Regions from separate parts of the Gossypium hirsutum genome. Here region 2 is linked to region 1. Evidence: chromatin contacts called from public Hi-C data. All regions are on one chromosome and are shown on one strand. The core of a region is the stretch at or near the end of the contact, and the rest is flanking DNA. Distances in the headings are between cores, read along the strand shown.

Region 1 (5,822 bases), core at 932-3,431:
AACAGGTAGTAAATATGAGAATTTACTCAAACTTATGATTTCCAAAAATCTAGAATAAACACTGCATGTTTATTCAACTAATTGAGCTAGTCTTTTGTCGAGGTGGGGTTAAATGTATTGATAGCATTCATTAATCCAACTACCCAACATCCTCAAAAGTCAATTCAAAAAGATATTTATTAAATTATTCATTTAACTCATCATGTCAAGATAATATTTATTTTTAGTGTTAGAAATGTGCTTTTAAGAAAAAAAAAGTATATTAACATTTTCATTTTAACCAAAATAATTGAGGATAATAAAAACTATTTGAAGATTAAATTTAGTCAAATATCAAATCCGACAAGAACTGAAAATTAACCACTTACCTTATAAGGTAAAAAAATGGTGAACAAGGGGCTTCCTTCTATGTATTGGTATTTATTTTGGTTTGGGATCCCATTTGAGCTTTTCCCGTAGAATTAGAATGAGCCTAGTTTCCAAATTGTGGCCCAATAGAAGATTTAGCAAATTCTCATGCTACTGCCTGAACAACTACTTTTAGGCCCATATATGTGGCTTCTTCTTTTCTTTTGATAAAAATTTATATTTTTTTTGCTATAATAATAAATGTAATTGAAGTGGAACAAAAAAAAAGTGCAAATAAGTTACAATAACAGGTTTTAAAAGAAAATAAGTAGAATATGAACACCATTGATTGTGTAGCAGAATTTTATTATGATGGAAAAAATATTAGACTTGTTGAATTACAGAGAAAAGGAAAATCTATCTATATATCCATTTTCTTTAATCTTCTAAAACATTCAAATTCACTATATGTGTAATTGGCAAACTAAGATCTCATCTCCAGTGGCTGTCATCACAAGGAGAGCAACCTTCTTTTGCAATGTCAGTGATTTGAACTCCAGAATCATAAATAACTCCTGTTTTCCACTCAGCTGGAAGCACACTTTTTGCCCAAATCCACTTCCCATCAAACCCAGATGTCACCACAAATCTGAATTGCAGGGCTCCATTTGGGACTCTGCTTGTGTCCCATACTGCCCCATGGTTCCTGCTCATGAAGTTCCAGTTTGCAGACCCAACCTGGAATGATATAAAGCTAATAGTTTTAGCCCACTTTTCTTTTTTTTATTCTTTTTTTTTTAAGTTTAAACACTCTTGAACTAAATAAACTTACCTGAGCTACATCCATGGCTACTACTTCAGTCTGACCACCCTGGTACATCAATTTAATTGCCAAGTAATTTGGTTTTTGGCTTGATTCTTCAACTCTAACAGCTAAGTTCTGGTTTTTGTATTCACAAGGTATCCTGTTTCACATAAACAATGTTTCAGTAGTTATAATATTGATGTCAATCAAAGTTAATAATTTACATAGGAAAAAGGGATGTAATAAAAAAACATATTAGAACGTTATAGGCATTAATGTGCCTGCTGGGCTGCTGCCCCATAGGTGACTCGAGTTTTCTGTGTGGTGGTTGTAACAAAACCATTAGATGAAGAAATGTTTTTAATTCATGTTTACCTTTTATATTCCACGTCGACAATCCCAAGTTTCAAAATGTCTCGGCCGATGCCTTTGTTAGCCATCGCCATGAATGCTCTGCTGCTAAGAACAAATTCCGTTTCATTATTATGATTGAGATCAGTTAGTGTGATCCTAGTCCCTTCACTGCTGCACAGAGTTGAATTCTTGCACCTTATCTACCAAAATATGAAGAAAAATCAAAACTCAAACTTCCATCATAAGAAAAAAAGAATAAAAACTGAATTATACAAACCTGGAAGCAGGCACCGCAACCGGCTCCATCTTTGTAAAGAGAAGAAACACCAGCAGCAAGGTGTCCACCACTTAAACCTAAAGCCAAGGAACCGTATCCACAAGCTCCCGCTGCAATATCAAACCCACAAAACAAAGGTCACCCACTAAAACAACTCTGGGTATTAATGAAATTGATAGAAAAAAAGGAAACAAATTGCGGCTAAACCTGAAAGAGCAGAGGCTTTGGAGAAATAAGCAGCCTTGGACTGGTGCAGGCAGCGATCACAAGCAGAAGCAGAGGAAAGGAGAAGGAATAAGACGCAAAGAAAGAGGGCCATTTGCGTGGAGTTGAGTAGAGAGAAATGGAAGTGAGAAGCAAAGTGATGGGTCATCAGTTTATTTATAGCAAGTGTTTTGTGTGTGGAGTGGAGTACAGGTCAGCATTAACATAAATGTTTGGATCGAGTTTTATGCTTTTTAGAGCAACCCTATTCTCATTAGAATACTGTTTGCTATGTCTCTACAAGGCTTACACTGTAAGGAAAGCGACAGGCATTTGTCTAAAACGCGGAGAGACAAAACAAAAGGGGATAATGGACTTTGTCACCGACCCTTTTGCCTATGCTCTCACAGCTGTGCCCGAAAGAAATGAGGACATTAAAACAGAAGAGCTTTTCTTTTGACAGTGGGATTGATAGATTTGCTAGTGAAAGTTGGGTTAGGGGTGCAAAGTTTTGGCACTTTTAGGGGAACCTTCAACTCACTTTCCGTTCCCCATGTTTTTGCATTTTCAGATTTTGTCTTGATTAGTCTATTAAAACAAAATAAATAATAAGTCAACTTCAATATAAATAATTTCATGTTTATTTTAATAGGTTGCCACGTGTGCAAGTGAAAAATAAAAATCTAATAAAAGATGGGAAGGTTATAGATAGTTTAGTCTTTTGTAAAAAATAGTAAGTACGTACTACTAATTAGAAAGGAGAATTCTGGGATGGCAGTTGATCCACCCTTGAAATTTGGTGAGATTTGTCTCAATTATGGACCCAAAGAAACTATTAAGTGAAAAGGGAAAATGGATGAAGGTGATCAAGATTGCTTGTTAATTAGTGGAAACATATAGAACAAATTCTAAGCAAAGCATATTGCCAAAACTTGAACAGCTATGGTGTGGGCTACAACCAAAAGAGAGCTTCTTTAGCTGTACAAATGACTATATGCAATTATATTTCTATTTATCTTTTTCAGAATCAACCTTAATTTTTTTTACACATTGTAGTAATGTTATTTTTCCAATATAATTACAAGATCCTAAGTCATGTTTTTGAGTGTCATTTTTTTTTCTAAAAAGAATGAAATCAAAAACAACTTTGGGTAAATTCAATGTCCCAAAATTCCCCCTGCGAGGATCATTGCTCACACTAGAAATTATGAGTTGGATCCACTGAGTACCTTTAACCGTCCATTAATCTCAAATTAAACGTAAAACTTTGGCATCATAAGTTGGGTTAATGGATTCCTAGGTGGACACCACTTGTAGAGAAGACAACAATATATGAATGCAAAGCTATCGGATCCAGCTGCCTGGAACTTGATGCTTCATCTTTGTACCTTTTGGGTCAAAGTCAATCCAAAACTGTTCCTGCTTGCTCACACTTTCAATACTCCTCTTAAATGTTTTGGCAATAGAAGCTGCGTTTAGCCGAAAGTTGTGCCTTTGGGTTCTGACACAAACTTAAAAGCTCCTGAATTTGAATCTATGAAGGTGTACCTACATGTAAACAATTTCACGATATGACTCATATTCTATAAGCTAGATCGGGTCATGAAAGGTAACACAACTTAAAAAAATAAAAAATCCTATAAATACTAAGAAAAAACAATTTCGGTTTATGTTCTTACCACATCATCCTTGTATAGCACTGTAAACTTATTTGACTAATTAGGGCGGCGTTATGCGGTTCACTTCTACTGAAAGGAAAACAAGGAAAGTCATGGAACAGTCAAGAGCCAGTTCATGGCAAGATGCCTCATAAAATAGAAAATGAAGCGTAGAAGGTGGCATTTTTTGGTCCCATGTGGAGGAAATCGCTGACCAAACGATATCATATCAGCTGCCTAATTGCGTTATTATTGAAAATAATTTCTGGCTATATAATCTTCTCCTTTTCTTTTGTTGGCGATGACAAGATTTTTTATTTTTTGTACTTAATCAATAAATAAGCATAAAAAATATGAAATGTCGACACCAAATCAAGTCTTCTACGATACTAAAACACATACTGCAAGAGATAACATAATGATTATTGATGGTGCAATGACAAGTCAAAACACCTGTAAATATTTGTGTCCTTAACAGATTCATGTTTAAAGACTATAACATGTTTTATTCAATTCATCTCATCATTCAATTATATATTACTTTAATTAAAAATATTTATTATTTAAAAATAATAAATATTATTATGAAAATGTTTTTATATATATAATTTATAAAAAATTTAAATAAAAAAATCACAAATAATAGAAATTATTTTATACAATATTTAAAAATGAGAGATAGGAGTAGCACGGTTCGTACACGTGTCAAACAAATATCTAACAACAATTTTAATCACCGTTTCATTCTAGTTAAGACTACAAATAATAGAATTAGATCAAGTTTGTTATAGACTCAATTTTACTATTTCAACTAAAGCATTATATAAATATCATATAAAATTTTAAATATATTTTTACCTTCATTTTTTTCATCTGCATAATAATTGTGCCATATATATCACTTTAAATATTTAAAACTAACAAAATTAATTAAAAATAAATTTAATTAAATTATTTAAATATATATTTTTATTAAATTATTTAAATTTAAATTTAATTAAACTTGCTAGTTCTATTGATTTATTTAAATTTAAATGATTTAAATATATAAAAATAATAATTATTTTAGTTAAAATACAATACGCGAGTTTATAATTGATGAATGAAAATTCATAATGCAAGTGCACGTATCGATCAAGTGATAAAGTGATGAGAATTTATCGTTCTCACAAAAACTAAATTTTAAGACGTTAAGTACCACCTATTTAAATTTATCTAATCCAACTCAAGAAAAAAATTATAATTATTAATAAAATTAAACTAAATAAATTACAAAGATTTTATTAAACTAAAAGAATGAAAAATTCAAGTTTCCCAATTAATTTTAAAGAATTAGAACTCTAACTTCACCTAATTCAATTAATAAATTATCTCTCATTCAATTGTTCAATTTATATAATTTCTAGGCTTAAAGGTGTAAAAAGCCCTCAATTTTTTTTCAAACAAAGTAATTAAGCCCTTGTTATTTCTTTTTTGCACTCAGTTAGTGTAATGACCCAAAATTCACGGGCATCGAAAAAGTACATTATCAGGCCTCCGTCTTAGTGAATTAGATTCATAAAAAATTATTAGAAATATTTATAAGTCTAGTAGCGTGTCTAATTACGTTTTAATTAGGCAAATTTAGTTTAATTTGGAGAAAATAGAAAAAAGGATTAAATTGAATTAAGGATAAAAATTGAATTATAGAACAATAGAAAGTAAAAAGGACTAAAATGGCAATTAAGCCAATTTTCTATAGTTGAGGCGGCATAAGAGAATAAAATCTAAGCTTTTATTTGTTTTAAATTATATAATTAATGATATATAAATATAATTTATATAATATGAATTTATGATAATTAAATTATAATCATATTATATTATAAAATAAATTTATGTCAATTGTGTGGATATGATAAAATACATGTGTAATGCTTGTATTTATACAATTGTAAAATATATGTATATTTACTTAAATAATAAGTAAAAGATATTTATTAATTATTAATTATATTATTATATTATAAGATTTTTATTTAATAAATTAATTAGATTAAGACAAATGTATGGTATATAATTAATACAATTTATACATGTGTAAGAAAATTTATATTAGTACAATTGTAAAATAAATAATTAAATTACTTATTATTTAAGTTAAAGATATTTATTAAATTAAATAATTAAATTATAT
Region 2 (5,822 bases), core at 1,954-4,453, 180 kb before region 1:
TGATAAAATCATATTGTCCATGGTAATTGTGTTATGATGTCATACAATTTTTGTGATTCCAATGTATTAGAAAAGATATGATTATTATTTGAGCTTTGAAAGGACAAAAATAAATTAAGGAAGATAAAAGAAAGAGGAATATGCAATAGAAGCAAAAATTTTTGCAAGTATATTTTACTATAACGTAACCTAAGAATATAAAATTTGTGTTGAATTTAACGTATAAGATGAAGTCCAATGATATGTGAGACTAGGTTAATTGTTGAGTATGTTGAGAATATTGACTCTGATTTTGATCAACCCCTTAAGCTGACCTCAAGCCCTTCTTCGAAGTCTTGAAGGCAAGGCTCTGATAATATGAGTTCAATCTAAACTTTCTCAATTTGCATAAGGTCAGATTTGCTTGTTGCAAGGGACAGCAATGAAGCTTCAGCATTTTCCATTTCATTGATATATTGTTCTCATTCACTATTGACTATTTTTGTGTGAAAAAGCTTTGAGATTAATGACCAGAGGGTCGTATGTGATTCTTTCTGGACCTCAAAAGTAAAGGATAACAAGGATTGTAGCACGCTAAGAGTGACTGCCTGTACCTCCCTTAAGACGTTAACCGTGGCACATGTTGTTGAAAGTTGGCTTGCAATGCCGCAACATTAAGCCTTTTATTTGTAGCAACATGAAGTTTTTTTTTTAATTTTGTTTTATAACTTAGTTAGTTGTGTATGTAACAACTTAACTAAGTTTATTTTGATTGCATTTTTGTTTCGCTAAGGTTCATCAGCTACTTAGCTAATTTAGTAGCTTCTTAGGTTATTATTAAGCTTATTTTACAACTTGGATACTAGCACAAGTTATGTTTTGTTTTCTTCCAATGTAATGAAGCTATTTATGGACATTTTATTGCTACTAATTAAAGTAATGAGAGTTGTTAATTTTTCCTCTCAACAGATTTGTTTAGCTTCTGTTTTTCATCTTTCAAACACAATTTTATTGTTTTTGATCTTTGGATGTTGATTTACTCAACAAATGGTATGTAGAGCCTGTCATCTTTTAGGGAATTTTGTTGTGTGTTATTTATTTGTGTGTTCCATGCTTGAAAGAAAAGAAACAGAAGCTATTTTGTTGGTATTTTGGTACTGCAAAAGAATGAGTTTCTCACCACCACCACCACCACTTATTTTTGTTGGTGAAAACTACAATATTTAGGCTGTGAAAATGAAAACATAACTGCAGGCTCATGATCTGTGGAGTGTTGTTCAAACTGAAATAGAGCCACCACATTTGAGAGCTAATCCTACCATAGCTCAAATTAGGTAGCACAATGAGGATTGTGCCAAAAATTATAATGCTATGTCATGCCTTCAAAATGGAGTTTGAGATGTAATTTTCACAAGGATAATGGCTTGTGACTCTCCAAAATAGGCCTGAATAGACTTATGGAAGAGTTTCAAGGGTCAGATAAAACCAGGCAGCAACAATTGATCAACTTGAGAAGGGACTTCGAAAATCTAAAGATAAAGGAGTCTGAATCCATTAAGCAGTATTATGATAAAATTATGGCTACAGTTAACAATATTAAGCTTCTTGGGGATGATTTCAGTGACAAAAGAATAGTTGAAAAGGTCATTACAACCCTTCCAGAGAAGTATGAGTCAAACATTTCATCCTTGGAGGACTCTAGAGACCTGTCAACTATATCATTGACAGAGCTGATAAATGCTCTTTATGCACAAGAGCAAAGAAGGGAAAACAGGATGGAGGAGCATTCTGAATAAGCCTTCCAGGCTAGAAGCAAAGAAGTACCAAGCTCAAACTCAAGCTACAAAGGTAAGAAGCCTTGGTCTAAAAAGAAAGAAAAGGCACAGAAGAATGCTGCCAAGAGGAAGTTTCCACCATGCACTCAATGCAAAAAGTCCACTTATTTAGAAAAGTACAACTGGTATAGGCCTGACATTCAATGTAGAAGTTGCAAGCAACTTGGTCATATGGAAAAAATCTGTAAAAATAAAGCAAAAACACAATCACATCAGTAGAATCAAGCTCAAGCTATTGAGGATGTTCAAGCTCAGGAGGAGCATGTTTTTACTGCTTCTTGTTTTGCAAGTTCGAGTAAGGTCAGAAAGAATTGGTTGATTGACAATGGCTACACTCATCACATGGCATCAAATGAAGGCATGTTTAAGGAACTAGATACCAGCATTATGTCCAAGGTCAGAATTGGAAATTTTGAATTCATTAAGGCCAAAGGCAAAGGCAAAGCTATGATCTGCACTTAATCAGGTAACAAAAAAATTTCAGAAGTCCTTTTTGTACCTGATATTGATTAGAATTTTCTTAGTGTTGGTTAATTGTTAGAGAAGGGTTACTCCCTCATCTTTCAAGATAAAACTTGTGTGATTAAATATCTTTTTGGTCAAGAGCTAGTGACAGTAGCTATGCATGACATATCCTTCACTTTAGATGTGAATCAGTTAAAAGTAAAGGCTTACATAATGCGTCATTGAGAGCACCAAAAATATCATATCCCTATAAAATAATGAAAAGAATAGTACAAGGGAAGTAGGGTCAAATCCTCAGGGACTGGATTTTCACAAATTCTTATCCCTCAAGATCCCATATAGAGTCGTGGCCAAGAAAAATGGCATACCTAGAAAAAAATAAAAAAATAGAATTAAAAGTTTGGATGAATTGATATTGCGTAAATTGAAATTGAAATTAAAATTGTAAAAATAAACAGAGTTCAGAAAAGAGAGTCTTTGATAAAGAGATTCTAGCCTCTGGTTATCTCAATCCTCATTGGGTTCTGTAACACCCCAATTTTGGGCCTAGAAGTATTGGGCCTTAAGTCTGGGTTCGGGTAGAAGACACCCGAATAATTTGGATATTATTATTATTATAATTATTATTATTTCGTATGTTTAGTTTAGTAATTAAATAAATTACGAAGGGTTTATGGTGTGGGAAAAAGTTCGGGGCTCGGCTTATAGCTTTAGCAAAATTCTTAAATTTTGCCTCTTAAGGGAATCTGAGCAGTAGGCCTTATTAACAAATTGGACTGAGTTTTAGCACAAACAAGCACCTGGTCCAGTGGCTAAGCACGCTAGGAGGACATGGGAGGTGCCTGGGTTTAAGGCACGGTGCGCGCAAAATGGTTGTTTTTTTTAATATTCAGGTTGCGGTCAGAATAGGCATTAAGAGGAGTTGCGAGCGTAATCCAGCACAAGGAGCGCAGTGGCAGTAGCGTGCTGGGCAAGCGGAGAGGGCGCAGGTTCGAGTCCTTGCGTGGGCAAATTCTGTTTTATTTTTAAAGTGGGCCAGAATTGAAGCAGGTAAGGCTTATAAATTACTTGTGAGGGGATTATGTCATGAAAGGAGCTTCGGTCCAGTGGCAAGTAGCGTATGTGTGGTTAGCAGGTCGCAGGTTCGAGATGTATAGCAGGCGAAATTTCCTTTTTATTTTGCAAGTAACTGAGGCTTCAGCAGGAATAGAGTAAGATTAATTGTGACCCTATATTAATAAAGAAAGAAGCGTGGTGTAATGGTCAGTGGCACGGGCTACGCACAAGGGCGGACGGAGGTCTGGGGTTCGAGCCTCACCTCCCTTACGGAAGGCTTGGGTTTTTGCTGCACTCATGGGGAAGAAGTTGGGGTCTAATCAGGACTCTGGGCAGCATGCTGAAGCGGTGCAAGGATGTGGATAAGGATGCTGCCAGATCGATTAGGAGTTTGAATGAAATTCAAACATTGAGTTGGCCAAGAATCAAGGAGCAATTCATGGAATTGGAATTTAGGAAGAATTTTTATGCCGTAATACACTCATTCGGCCATAGAAAATAAGTGTCGTTTATTTCTGGCCTTTATGATTCATTTTTCTTGTTAGGGTTAGTTGGGGTATTTTAAATTGGCCAATCTTGCTTCCTTTTCAATTGGTTCTTCTTTTGTTTTATTTCAAATTTATATTTTTTGCTCATTTTCTTTTCTTTCATTCTCTTCCTCTCTTAGTTATTCAAGCCGAGTCCATTAACCCATTCCTCTCCTTTCTTTTATCATTATCTTCCCATCTTCTTTGCTTCACCAATCATAAGGAAAAACCTCTTCCATTCAATCACCTTAGCCGATCACTCACAAAAGCCAAAACTGCAACTTTTGTTTTCCCCCTTGTACCGATCTCTTTTACTTTTATCCCCCAACTATGTTAGCCTTGTCTACATCTGCTTCCTCTCATCATCGAGTTTCCATTTTTCTTCCTTCCTTGTTTGTTGAAAAGCCGAGGTCACCATTCTTTAAGAGGTGGAAAGCTGAACACCTTTAGATCTCTTGGACTCATCCTTTGCTCGTGTTAGGGGTAGGAAAGTATTGGAAACGTTCTTCATCGAATAGATCTCGTGGTAAGTATTCGCAACCTCTTTCCATTCGTATCTTGTGGTTCTGGAAAAAAAGCCGAGTAATCCCTAATCGTTTAGGGAGGCTACCGTTTTGGACTAAAGGGTTTATTGGGTTTATTTATCGTTCTATTATGATAAGGTGGAACAAAGGCTGTCGATCAAGGGGCAGTGGAAAGCGAGGACATCGAAACGATTGGATCCAGACTTAGTCATTATTTGCGACAAAGGTAAGCAATCTAAGGCCATTAAGGGTGTTGGCCAAATATGGTAAGGAGGCTAGTATGTAGTTTGTTTTTTATATGTAGACTGACATTTTAGTAACTCGGTTGTAGGCAACTCGTGTGTGGATCTCGCCAATGTATCGTTACAGATTAGGTGTGTAAACGACACCCACTAGGAGACTAGATCGATAAAAGCCGAAAAGCCGAAAAGCCAGTATTTCGAGAACCTGCGAGTGTGCAAGCGCTCATGGGATTGTTTGTATTGATAATTTTGGTAACTTCAACGGTAAGATTGCAAAGTGCACAATTTCGTGAACCTCGGTGAATTTGGGCTTCGATGGGCCGAAATTGGGTAATAGGCAACGGGCCCATTTCGGTAAAAATGTTCAGTAAGTATTCTGGAGACACGTTAATAACTGTAATGAGCATGAAACCCTAAAAAGACTGATAAAATTACTGAAATACCTCTGTAAAGTAGAATTACCGTAATACCCTTAAAGGGGTAAGTTTACGATTATGCCCCTCGATGATAAATAACTGTTCTTACGCTATAATCTGACTGTCTTCTTGAAGCATGCCTTGTTAATTATTTATATATTCTGCATACATGTCATACTGCATGGGGTTGGGTTTTGTTATGGAGGAAGAACTCGTTCTGATGGTTGTGCCACATATTCTGATATAAGCAGCTTTGCTGCGGATTATAGTTAGTGTCACAACCGGTGCTAACACTGTAAGTGTAGGGATGACGTGGGTGATTTATTCCCCACAGGAAGTGTCGGGATGGTCGGAGGCAAGTGCAGGGTTGGATGGGGTTATCTTGTATTAATCATATGAGACTGTTTTGTTATGGGCCAACTGTGTTGATATGGGCAAGATATCTCGACTTGTTATAGGGCTACGGCCCAAATTGATACTGATATGGGCTAGGCCCAGTATACTCTGATATTGTAAGGGGCTATGGCCCAAATTAATATTGATATGGGCTAAGGCCCAGTTAACTATGATTTCTGAATAGGGCGTAGGCCTAGTAAAGCTTAAACTGATTTGGGCTCTGGTTGGGATACTTTACACACTGAGTTTTCCAAACTCACCCCTTTTTTCCCATCTTTGTAGGTGAGCCTTAAATCAGTGGACTTGGAGTTGGAGGGATTTAGAGTGGCCATGTGGACTGTTTAAAATAACTATTTATACCTTCACTTTTATTTTAGATTAT

Evidence for each region. Hi-C and Micro-C count contacts between places; a contact is called where the count stands out from the background.
Region 2: a Hi-C map of leaf shows a contact between it and region 1, with 2.5 times the contacts expected there. The contact joins the enhancer-like site here to the promoter of LOC107918466 in region 1. A contact is called at or near these places in 2 of 34 Hi-C or Micro-C datasets (both in leaf).

Annotation. Positions count from the first base shown.
Region 1 is chrA01:108,305,495-108,311,316 of Gossypium_hirsutum_v2.1, reverse strand. It overlaps LOC107918466 (expansin-like A2), which reads right to left and starts at 2,181. Exons shown (of 5, transcript XM_016848038.2): 1 at 1,992-2,181; 2 at 1,785-1,894; 3 at 1,529-1,707; 4 at 1,181-1,313; 5 at 698-1,086. The coding sequence starts at 2,157. The coding sequence ends at 841.
Region 2 is chrA01:108,484,637-108,490,458 of Gossypium_hirsutum_v2.1, reverse strand. No RefSeq gene overlaps it. Among protein-coding and RNA genes, the nearest start is that of LOC107919081, 14 kb to the left of the region's middle. Within about 2 kb of position 3,203, at least 3 of the 9 cell types and tissues checked have an H3K27ac peak or open chromatin away from gene starts, as enhancers often do. A contact at or near this core is called in leaf, where this site is marked.